Linked DNA regions of Mus musculus: region 1 is linked to region 2. A link is a contact called in public HiChIP or PLAC-seq data. All regions are on one chromosome and are shown on one strand. Each heading gives the region's core, a stretch centred on a gene start, on an enhancer-like site or on the middle of the called end of the contact. The rest is flanking DNA. Distances are from core to core; before and after follow the strand shown.

Evidence for each region. HiChIP or PLAC-seq counts read pairs in DNA pulled down with a chosen protein or histone mark.
Region 1: a contact with region 2 is called in an H3K27ac HiChIP or PLAC-seq map of embryonic stem cells, with 18 read pairs. The contact joins the enhancer-like site here to the promoter of 4933416M07Rik in region 2. A contact is called at or near these places in 14 of 39 promoter capture datasets (the 3T3-L1 cell line, 3T3-L1-derived adipocytes, the C10 cell line and 9 more), 8 of 484 Hi-C or Micro-C datasets (the C2C12 cell line, CD4 T cells, the G1E-ER4 cell line and 4 more), 6 of 115 datasets of contacts at active chromatin or transcription factors (embryonic stem cells, extraembryonic endoderm stem cells, microglia and 1 more) and 3 of 9 other capture datasets (adipose tissue, liver and pancreatic islet).

Annotation. Positions count from the first base shown.
Region 1 is chr8:27,248,011-27,253,581 of GRCm38.p6, forward strand. No RefSeq gene overlaps it. Among named protein-coding and RNA genes, the nearest start is that of Eif4ebp1, 9.5 kb to the right of the region's middle. Within about 2 kb of position 2,866, at least 36 of the 459 cell types and tissues checked have an H3K27ac peak or open chromatin away from gene starts, as enhancers often do. A contact at or near this core is called in adipose tissue, embryonic stem cells, epiblast stem cells and 3 more, where this site is marked.
Region 2 is chr8:27,140,069-27,145,707 of GRCm38.p6, forward strand. 4933416M07Rik (RIKEN cDNA 4933416M07 gene) reads left to right here and starts at 2,842. Exons shown (of 4, transcript NR_045840.1): 1 at 2,842-3,293; 2 at 3,411-3,517. Rab11fip1 (RAB11 family interacting protein 1 (class I)) reads right to left here. Exons shown (of 6, transcript NM_001080813.2): 6 at 1-3,326. The coding sequence ends at 3,108.

The DNA of each region.
Region 1 (5,571 bases), core at 1,616-4,115, 110 kb after region 2:
TGGTAATAGGACGTGTAAGAAAGGTAGCCAAATATGATCTGGAGAGCAAGCCAGAAAACATTCTATTAGCCTCTGCTTCAGTTCCTACTGTTCAGTTCCCGCTGCCAGGGTTCCAGGTTGAGTTCCTGCCCTGTCCTCCTTTATGATGAACTCTAACTTGTAAGAGATGAAGACCCCTTTCTTCCCCAAGTTGCTTTTGGTCAGGGTGTTTAGTCACAGCAACAGAGTCTGGGACAGGGAGGAAGAAAGGGAAGGAGGAAAAGGCTAGCCCTTAGTTTCCCTTTCAAAGGCATGTGCCTGTGACATATGTCCTACCACTAGACCCCACCTCTTTATGGTTTCACAACTTCCCAACAATGGCATAGGCTGGGCACCAAGTCTTTATATGTGGGCCTTTGGAGACTAGTTAAGACTATAGCCAGATGATAACTGAAGAAGAAAAAACATGAAAATATGAAAAGTACAAATATTTCTACTATTTGCAATACCCCCCTAACCCCACAAGCTTGAAGCAGTGGAGACGAGTCACAATCAGCATGTCATTGCAAGAGGATGTTTTAGTCGTTAAAAACCCATTTCTGCTACGATCAGTGTTTAAAAATTCTCATTCCGAGCCGGGCATGGTGGCGCACGCCTTTAATCCCAGCACTCGGGAGGCAGAGGCAGGCGGATTTCTGAGTTCGAGGCCAGCCTGGTCTACAAAGTGAGTTCCAGGACAGCCAGGGCTATACAGAGAAACCTTGTCTCAAAAAACAAACAAACAAACAAACCAAACAAAATAAAAATTCTCATTCCAATAAATAACTTCTGAGATGTTTACCCAAAGACATTCTGTAAATATCTTGAAAGTTATATGAAATAAATTCCTTATCCTAGAGGAGGTTCCTACCCAAGTGGTATTGGTTATTGAAGACAGGTTCTCTGACCCTATGAATACATGGAAATGTGGGCTAATTCTCAACATAATCTGACCCTTATTTTCTGTTTCTTGGTTTTGATTGTGTGTGTGTGTGTGTGTGTGTGTGTGAGAGAGAGAGAGAGAGAGAGAGAGAGAGAGAGAGAGAGACTTAGTCAGTGTTCCATTGTGTTGAAGAGACACCATGAACATTGAAAGCATTTGGTTGGGGGTTGGCTTACTGTTTCAGAGGTTTAGTCCATTATCATCATGGCAGGAAGCATGGCAGCAGGCCAGTATGGTGCTGGAGAGGTAGATAAGAGTTACATCCTGATCTATAGGGTCAGGGAGACACTGGAGCTAGCATGGGCTTTGTCACCTCAAAACTCACTCCCAGTGACACACTTTCTCCATAAAAAGGTCATACTTCCACATTTTAATTCTTTTTAAAGGGTTCCACTCCCTGGTAACTAAGCAGTCAAATATATGATGCTGTGGGGGGGGGGGCATTATTATTCAAACAAGCACATTCCATTCCCTGGTTCCCAGGGGCTTGTAGCCATATCATAATGCAAAAATAGATTCAGTTCAACCTCAAAAATCCTATCTGTAGTCCATCACGGTCCTAGGACTGTTTAAAAGTCCAAAGTTTAAAGTCTCTTTGGAGACTCATGGCAATCTCTTCACTACAACCTCCTGTAAAACCAAAAGGCAGATCACATGCTTCTAACATACAATGACATAGAATATAAAAGGGGGGGGGAGCCTAGTGAGGAAATACTGGACCAAAAGCAAGACCAAACATCAGTTGGGTACACTCAGAACTTCGTATCCATGTCTGATGTCAAAGTACTCTTTAGGTCCCCCACTCCTTCCAGCTTTGTGGAGAGCTGCACACGTCTCTCTCTTCGGCTGGTCCCACTCCCTGTTAGCAGCTCTCCTTGGCAGGTATCCCACGAGTCTGGCATCCTTACCATCTTGGGGTCTCCAGTGAAATCTGGCTCCACCCCCACAGCTTTATGTAATGGCCTTTCTGGGCCTCTATGCAGGGACAGCCTTGGCCTCTGTTTGTACCTCTGTCAGTCTGTACTTCTTTCAGTATCTTCCTGGGCTACGCACCCTGTGGTGAGACCAACAGCTGAGGGATTGTCACCACTTTCTTTTCTTGCATCGATCGCTGCAGGGGAGTGGTTTGGAACAGCTTGGCTCCATTCTTTGCTGACTAGAAGAGACAGCACAAGCCCAAGCTTGCTAGGCTGGAGTTTACTTAGAACGGGACAGATTAGCCCGATATAACCCCAGCACGAATGTGCATGGCCGGGAGCTGAGCTGTTCATCAGAATCCTAGACCTCACTCCCCTGCCTCAGCAAAGCTGAGCTTCCAGTCTGAAAAGCGAGCCAAGTTCCCTCCTCAGCTTCTGGTTTCTCTCGCTTGAATCCTGTTGCGTTTAGGGAGCTTCAGTGATGTTCTGCCACATACCCACTCCCCAAACCCTTGGACCACAGCCACAAACAGGATACGACAGAGTGACAATGCCTACCTTGAGAAACCTATAGGAACATGTTGAAGTATCTTTAACTCACCTGTTCTCTGGAAGATCGTTGCCTTCTGCTAAACTAGGCCTAGTCTTAGAAACTTCTAACCTCCATACAATCTTATCTAGACCTAGAATATTTTCAGCCTTTGAGACTTACTGATAGAGAAACTCACCCCTTCCTAGTTCTTATTGAGCACTGGATAGCTGATTCAACTCAGCTGTCCTGGCTCAAACTCCTCTTCAAGCTGTCTGATTCCGTCTGACCTCTCAGTTTCTTACTGAATTGTTTGGTTTGGTCACAAACTAATTCCAGCAATCTGTTCTAATCTTCTGCTCCTTCTCATTCTCTGGTTTTCTGTCCTCACCCGTGTCTGGCTTGTTCTCTCTCTCTTTCTACAACCTGTCTCTGTAAACTGCCCCTTTCCTCTCTCTTCTTGTGAAAGTTGGGCGTATCCTATTGTAGGGGGCGGTTCTGATGCTTTGGCCCGGGAATTTGCATGTAAATACTGAAGGTCCTGTTCTCCAATTGGTTCTTGATCGAGCAATAACGATGTTGGCAGCCAATGGCTGGGTGGAAAAGGTGCGACTTCCAGGTTCCCATAGGCAGGCTGATAGATGCAGGAAGGGGAAAGAAAATTCACCATGCTTCAGAGGGAGAGAGAGCCACTAGCCATGTGAAATCTTGGGTGGAGTGACTATTGGTTGCTAGCCTGACTGGGCCTGGGGTTGCAGGAGGGAGATCAGAAGTTCAACTAAGCCGAGGGCAGATTTAAAGGTGTTGAGCTAAGACTAAAGGTAACTGAACAGCTAGACTGAGGGCAGATTTAGAGGTGTTAAGCTGGGAGTGAAGGGGAGTAAGGGCCATGGGAAAGTTAGCTGAGGGAGGCTTAGAAGTGCCTGACCATTGAGTTAAAACACATAAAAATGCGTGTCTTTTATCCTCAGATCCACAGGAACCAGGGTGGGGGCTGGTACCTCTGTCTGTCCAGAGCTTAAAGCGAGGTAGTAGAAACTACCTGCTACTTCCTATTCTGTCAAATCTTTATCTGATTTGCCACTTCGTCTGCCACTCAACTAGATGTCACTTTTAAAAAAGAGATATTTTTATTTATAGGAACACACTGTAGCTGTCTTCAACACACACCAGAAAAAGGTATTGGATCCCATTACAGATGGTTGTGAGCCACCATGTGGTTGCTGGGATTTGAACTCAGGACCTCTGGAAGAACAGTCAGTGCTCTAAACGGCTGAGCCATCTCTCCAGCCCTAGATGTCACTTTTGTGTTTTCTTCTACAAATTAACTTTACCTTCATTGGGATTAAAGGTATGTGCTAGAGACGATTAAAGGAGTGTGCTAAGGGCTGAACCACACCACAACTAGACCCCCCCCCCCCCCCAGTCTCAGGGGGTCACAATGTGATCGAATATCCTGCAATAGGAACTTGTTTCCAAAACAGTAAGCTTGGGAGGGAGGGAGCAACCTTGTCAAGACGGCACTGAGGACTCCACAGAGCACCCTCATTATCCGCTAAGCTCCAAGCTCCGGCTGCCTGCAGCCTTTTTTCTCTGCGGGGTTTTCTCCACCACCTCTGCTTTTGTGTTCCGCGGCTCCTCCCCTCTGCCACGCCCCGGGAGGGGGGCTCAGCGCTGGGTTTCGTAGCCCCCAGAACAAAGCTCAGTTGCCCTACTTGCCGAGGAGCACTTTTCTAGTGGCTTGGATTCCTAGCCACGAAGCCCGGGAAAGTGAGGCTTGTGCCTGAGCTGGCACCAGGCTTCTCCTCAAGGGGGACTTCCAGTCAGTGGATGTTTAACTGGGAGTTTTGCATCTGAGTTCGAGAGAGATATTAGCTGATAGTTTTCCTTCCAGTGCCCTCCCAGTCTTGTTTGGCATATGCTAGCTTTGTAGAGTGAACTGGAACATACTCCTGTGCTCTGGAGTAGTTGTACAACATTGCTGTGTCTATATTTTCTTTGAGCTTTCGATAGAATTCTCCAGTGCAAAGCTAGGTATGGTGGCTCATACCTGTTATCCCAGTACTTGGGAATAGAGGGAGGGGGAGGGGGAGGGGGAATTGTTTTACTGCTTGTCTGAGTTCAGCTTGGTCCACATAGTGGGTTTCAGGCCAGCCAGGCATACAGAATGAGACCCTGTCCTGTTTCATCAGAACAAACAGAATTTTCGAGCGTAATCACCAGGGATGCGCGTTTTCTTTGGGGGGAGAGTTATCTATTTTATTTTAATCACAGCTCCCTCGTCCACCAACACTCACAAAGGGCAGTGGCTGAGCCACAGGCTTTGCACTGTAATAGACCCGGGAAGTTATCAGATCCCACATCCCTCTCCATATGTGCAAACTTGAGGCCTGTGGTTGGGGTCTGAGGTCACCGGCTCTTCAGTGGCAGAGATGGGAGGAGCCTATCACTGGGGATGCTAGCCCAGCTCTCGCTGCTGCCCTGCTGCTGAGGTGCGCATGGTAGTGGTTTTAGAAGAAGTGATGTTTAGTTGGTCAGACATTTTTCTTCATCTCTCACTCACTCATCAGAAATAAAAGGCTTGCCCTCATACAACGCCTACCTAGGAAGAGTTCCTGAAGTTGTTTCTAACCCAAGGTGAAAACAGAAAGGGCAGCGGGCAAAGGCAGGTTCTGCTAACTCAGAACCATGAGGCAGGAGGACACAGCTTTGGCAACCAGGTCTGCCAAGGAAGAGGTCACTTTGAAGCTAATTGGCTGGACCACCTCTCTCTGTTAGGCTGCCGGGAGCTGGGATGAGAAACTGGGCCAAAGGAAAACAGAGAAATTAGGACCTCTCCTACTGGTCAATTTATGAGGTAAATTATTTTATTAATTATGAATTATTTCAATAATTTCTATTTTTACGTGTATGTGTGCTTTTCCTGCTTGTATACCTGTGCAAGCAAATATGTATCCTTGGAGGCCAGAAAAGAGTGTTGGATTTCCTGGAACTGGAGTTGAGGATGGTGGTCAGCTTCCATGTGAGTCCTGGGAACTAAGCCCAGATCCTCTATTGAGAATATCAAATGCTTTTTTTTTTTTTTTTTTTTTTTTTGGTTTTCGAGACAGGTTTTTTTCTGTGTAGCCCTGGCTGTCCTGGAACTCACTTTGTAACTCAGAAAT
Region 2 (5,639 bases), core at 1,592-4,091:
GGCCAAGGGCTGGCTGGTTTTTAGGATGCTGTCCTAAAATGGAGTATGCTGGTATTTAATCCAACGCCTTCATACCCCACCCAAATCTCTGGCTGGGCTTTCTTGGAGGTAGCCAGGCATGGGCAAGGAAAGGGCTCTTTCTTTCTTCTTTCTTCCCTTCCTTCTCTTCTTTCTCCAGAGTGTAGGCCCCTCCAGGGCACCTCAAGTTGGCATCAGTGGAAGCTACAAGCACAAGGCAGAGGTCAGCCTCAGTAGCTCCAGGGCTCTCCCTGTCACCAGCCTCTGCCAGTGGCTCAATGCAGGTTCGGCTTCCCTTGGTTGGTATCACTCCTTAGTGCCCGACCAAATAGTCAGGAACAGTTATTATAAGTAGGCAGGGCCTCTATTACCTTGTGAGGTACAGCAACGTCAGAAAGGCAGTGTTTCCCAGCACTGCAGAAACCAGCAAAGCCCCCGAAGTAAACTGTCCTTCATTCTCCAGAGTCCCCAAGTGGCATTTCAGAGCACAGGAATTCACTTCACCTAGACGGTCCTCGCTAGAGCTGACTCGGTTACATACCAAAGGTCTGAGTAGCAGTAGAGACCTCCAGACTCTTCATACACAAGGCAGCTCCCCAGGCTGCCTCTTCTGAGCAGTGCTCCAGTGCACTTAGGTTATCACAGTAAAAATGCACTTATATCAAGTTAAAAACAAAAAAAACAAAACAAAAAATCAAACCAAAACCCCAGGATGCAGAACAGAAATATACATGTACATTTTCAGAGATCAAGTGGATACAGTTTCTTTATAGGCATATTAATGAATTTCATGACACTAAAAAAAAAAAAAAATACAAATCATCTCAAGAAATTTACAGTGGTCCCTAGTACTGTAAGAGAGATTAAATAAAAATACGTGTGGATCATCAACAGCTTGTTAGGTAAATCAAGTTACAGTCTTGCCCTTCAGATTAAAGTGCTGCAGTATAACCAGCGTTCCTCACCTTCCGGGTGATAAGAACACACAGATTCTTCATTGAGAACCACCGCTACCCCACCCTATCCACGGCAACCCTATCCACGGCATTGGCCTATGACTCGCTGAGCAGAGGTGTTAAGATTTAGTGAGATTTTTTATTACTACCAGGAAGAAAAAAAAAAATCATGAAACATTTTAATTCCAGAATGAGGTGACCAGCAATGGAATTCCCTCTACTAGTGAAAAAGCGGCCGTGTGTGTGTGTGTGTGTGTGTGTGTGTGTGTGTGTGTATATTAAGGTGTGCATCTATATGTGTATGTATATATACATATGTGTGTGTTTTAAGATGTGTGTATATATGTATATATATATATATATTAAGGTGTGCATATATGTGTATATATATATATGTGTGTGTGTGTACATTTTATAAAAAAAAAAATACATTGATCTACCAGGAATGGTGGCACATACCTGTAATTCCAGTATTTGGAAATTTGAAAAACTGAGGCGGGGGTGGGGGTGGGGGTGTGTGTATGTGTGAAAAGCTTAAAGCCAGTGAGATCTGTCTCAAAATAGCAGCAACAAAACTCCCCAAATCAGGAGGTAGCAGCAAAGAAGCAGATGCCATCCTGTAGCTCTTCACAACTGTTCCTTACCGCTGACGTGTGGCTGGGGCGCTCTACCCCTGAGCACTTACCCAGCCCCTGCCTGAGCCTCCTTCATCTTGAGAAATCAGTGGACTGTCTACTCCCTTCCAGGAAACGCCATTGAGACAAGCCGATGGCAGGAAACGGCCAAAGGTCCGGTCCTAAAATCATCCTCCACCTCACAGAGATGCTGTAGAGGAACTCAGTCCCCTCCCCACCTAGGAAAGGCCAGCGGGGCAACAGGAACCCCGAACCCTGAGGAGAGACCGACTCTCTGTTTCCTTTTAAATTTAATGTTATGTGTATTGATATTTTGTCTGCATGGATGTCCGGGTGACACGGTCAGATTCCCTTGAACAGAAATTACAGACAGTTGTGAGCTACCATGTGGTTGCTGGGAATTGAACCCAAGTCCTCTGGACCTGGTCCACTGTTCAGCCAGTGAGTGCTCTTAACCACTAGACTATCACTCCAGCCTGAAAAGTGACTCTTTAGTTCTTTCATGTCTCCAGGAAATGGCCCTATAGATCTAAAGAGCAGTGTGTGTGTGTGTGTGTGACCACATGAAGGGCAGAGGTCTATGGTAGCTTTTCATTTTATTGTTTAAGACTGTCCCTCACTGAACCTGGAGTTTCCAGTGAGCCCCTGAGATCTGCCTGGCTCTGCCCTCCCCCAGCCCAGCCCCCACCCAGGCACATGCCACTCTTCCTGGCTTTAGCATAGATGCTAAGAATCCAAACGGAGACCATCAGGTTTGTAGTGCAAGCACCTTACCCACTGAGCTATATCCCCCAATCCATGGAGAACATATTTTTAAGGCCAGAGGGTACTGCCAATTGTAAAAGGCATATTCAAAAATCTAAGAAGCATGCTCAGAGGTTTTATGTAAACAACCGTGCTCCGACCAGAAGGCATCAAACACGGCTGTAATCCTAGCACTTGGCAGTGGGGGGCAGAAAGGTCAGAAATCTAAGGCCAATCTCAGTACACAGTGAGTTCAAGAGCAGCCCCAGCCCGGGGCTACATAACACCCCACCCTGAAAACAGAACAACGCCTCCCAAACCAACCCTCACCAAAACAACCCTTGAGTCCTCGGGTTTACCCGAATTAAAAATTGAGCTTGTGCCTCAACCGAGGTGCTCAAAGGCCAAGAGAGCGGGTGAAACAGCACACATCCCAAAGTCCCTTTCTCATCTCACCCTGAGCCTGCCTTCACGGAGGATCCATACCGGAAGATCTCAGCATCAAAGGGCAACAACCCTGGCGTTAAAACACATCGGATCAAATCTGATATTTACAATGTAGTCAAAGGCACAGTGGCATTGAAAAACAAAACGCTGGGAGATGTATAGTAAAAGATTCGTTGTAATCATTAATCTGGTTTTCAGCTAGGAGAATTAACTCTTGAGAGATGATGCACACAGCAGGCCTTCGGAACCGGTGTGCTAGTTACTAGGGAGACCACGCCTCCTTCAGACCACGCCTCCTTCCCGCAGTTTACATCTTTCCGGCCTTCTTGCCCATCTGCGCCGGCACTCGGAGGATGTTGGGGGTCTCCTCCATGACTCTGACTAGCAGGTTGTCGATGTAGTCCTCCAGCTCCCGCACCTGAAACTCCTTCTTGCTGATGGTCTCCTTCTGTTTGAGGACTAGCTGGATCAGCTCATCGTGGGTCAGCTGCGCGTAGGCAAAGGCGGGATCCGAGGGCTGGTATTTCTTTGGAGAGGGAAGGAAGAGGGAAGGGGTTAAGAGTCAGCAGAGACAGGAACTCGCAGAGATCAACCTGCCCCTGCTTCCCAGGTGTTAAAACACGCGCCACCACACCCGGCTTAGAAAGCCACTTTCCACAAAGGATGAAACCAGGCGGCTGACGAGAAGAGAGAAGGACTTTGGAGTCTGTAGAGTAGGTATGAGTTGGTTACATGTTTGTTTGTTTGTTTTCTTTATTATCCTTTAAAATTGTAACAGCCAGGGGCCTCGGGGCAGCTCAATAGCAGAAGACTTGCCTAGCACGGGTAAGGCCCCAGGATTGATCCACAGCATCAAAGAACCTTACTTGGCTTACAGTTCTCACACCTCTGGTCTTGACTCTGCAGAGGCACATGTTGTCAAGAAATGTAATTAGGGGGGGGCTGGAGAGATGGCTCAGTGGTTAAGAGCACTGACTGCTCTTCCGAAGGTCCTGAGTTCAAATCCCAACAACCACATGATCGCTCACAACCATCCGTAATGGGATCTGACTCCCTCTTCTGGTGTGTCTGAAGACAGCTACAGTGTACTTACATATAATAAAATAAATAAATCTTTAAAAAAAAAAAAGAAAGAAAGGAATGTAATAAGGGGGGGGGGCTGGAGAGATGGCTTAGTGGTTAAGAGCACTGGTCCTCTTTCAGAGGACCCTGGTTCGATTCCCAGCAACGACATGGTGACTTTCTGTCTCTGTCTCTCTCTCGTGTCTCTCTCTCTCACACACACACACACACAAACACATACGCTGTTCACAGACATACATGCAAGCATAATAATCACATACATAAAATAAAAAATAAAGGAGAGAAAGAATGAGTCCTTGGTGGTATCTGGTAGTTGTCACTTAGTGAGCCAGGCCCGGGTATCCAGTGTACATGCAGGACGCCTGCCAGTCAGCCCAGCTTGCTACCTCTGAGCTCCCTCTGAGACCCCACCAAAAGCTACCCCACACTCTGAAAACACGATAGCTAAAGCCATGCGTCACCAGAGCGCACACTCTCTGCGTACACAGTGGCCTTTCCCAGAGACTGACTGTTCTCATTTCTGATAGGGGCATGTACCCACAACAGTGGCTTTTAACTGGTATTTATCATCTGGGACAAGGGGGCTCTAACTGTGAGCACAGAGTTCTGAGCCAGAAGGAAATGAGAGATAAAAGTCAATGAGAAGTAGCAAGTCACACCAAGGTCTCAGGGGGGAGTGGGAGGAAAGACCTGGCAGCCGAGCTGCAGCTGAGCAGATTTATAAGGCCCAGGAAACAAGACTCCAGGGCAACTCAAGGTGATTTTTACTCAAAGAACTCCAAGGCAGTAAACAGTTTTAGCCCCAGGGGCAAGCCACCTTCACCACCTATCAGGGAGACCAATAAATTAAGAGCCTATCAGCTCCAAGCAGAGTCAGGGGCAGAAGCAACACTAGTAGCTCAACCACAGTGCAGAAGCCTCTACCCTATTCAGGGAGCGGAATTCAGAGGACTCCCACTCTCTCACTGGCTGGCTAGAAGCACACTCGGATGCTTTCGCACTGAGCAAGCGTGAATGCAGGTCAGGCGGTACATGAGTAACACAATAATGGAGACACTGGCCTCCTCTCCAACATCTGCTTCTCTCCCCACCCCCCCATTCCAGTTTTCCTTCTTTGTTTCTTCTTGTTGAGAATGTACATTCAGAGGGGGTATACCCTTCGTCTCTGTTTTCTGCTTCTAGGGCTTAAACTCAGGGTTTTGGCCACGGCAAGCAAGAGCTCTCTACCACTGAGCTACAACCCCTTGAGCCGCTCCGGGTGTGACTTCCAAAACTGGATTCAAACCTGGCAGGATGGTGCACACTTGCCATCCCAGCACTAAGGAGATGAAGGCAAGGAGATCTTGAGTTGGAGGCTAGCCTGTATCATGAAGCAAGCTCTAGGCAAACCTCGGCTACAGAGAGACAGTATCTCAAAAAACAAACACCACAAAAGTCAGTATCATGTCTAGAATTTTCTGGACACTGAACACACACAAATGTGGATTTATTCAACACTACTAAACTATGTTGAAATGGTACGATGAGACTGGCTGTGGGGTATACCTTTAATCCTTGCACTCTGGAGGCAGAGGCAGATCTGGAGGGGCTAGCCTGATCCACATCAAGAGTTCCAGGTCAGTCAGGTCTACAGATTAAGACCCTGTTCTCAATATAAGGGTATGGTGGAAAGCTAACATGCTCTGTACATTTTGCCATAATTAGATTTATTTATTTATTTATTTATTTATTATATGTAAGTACACTGTAGCTGTCC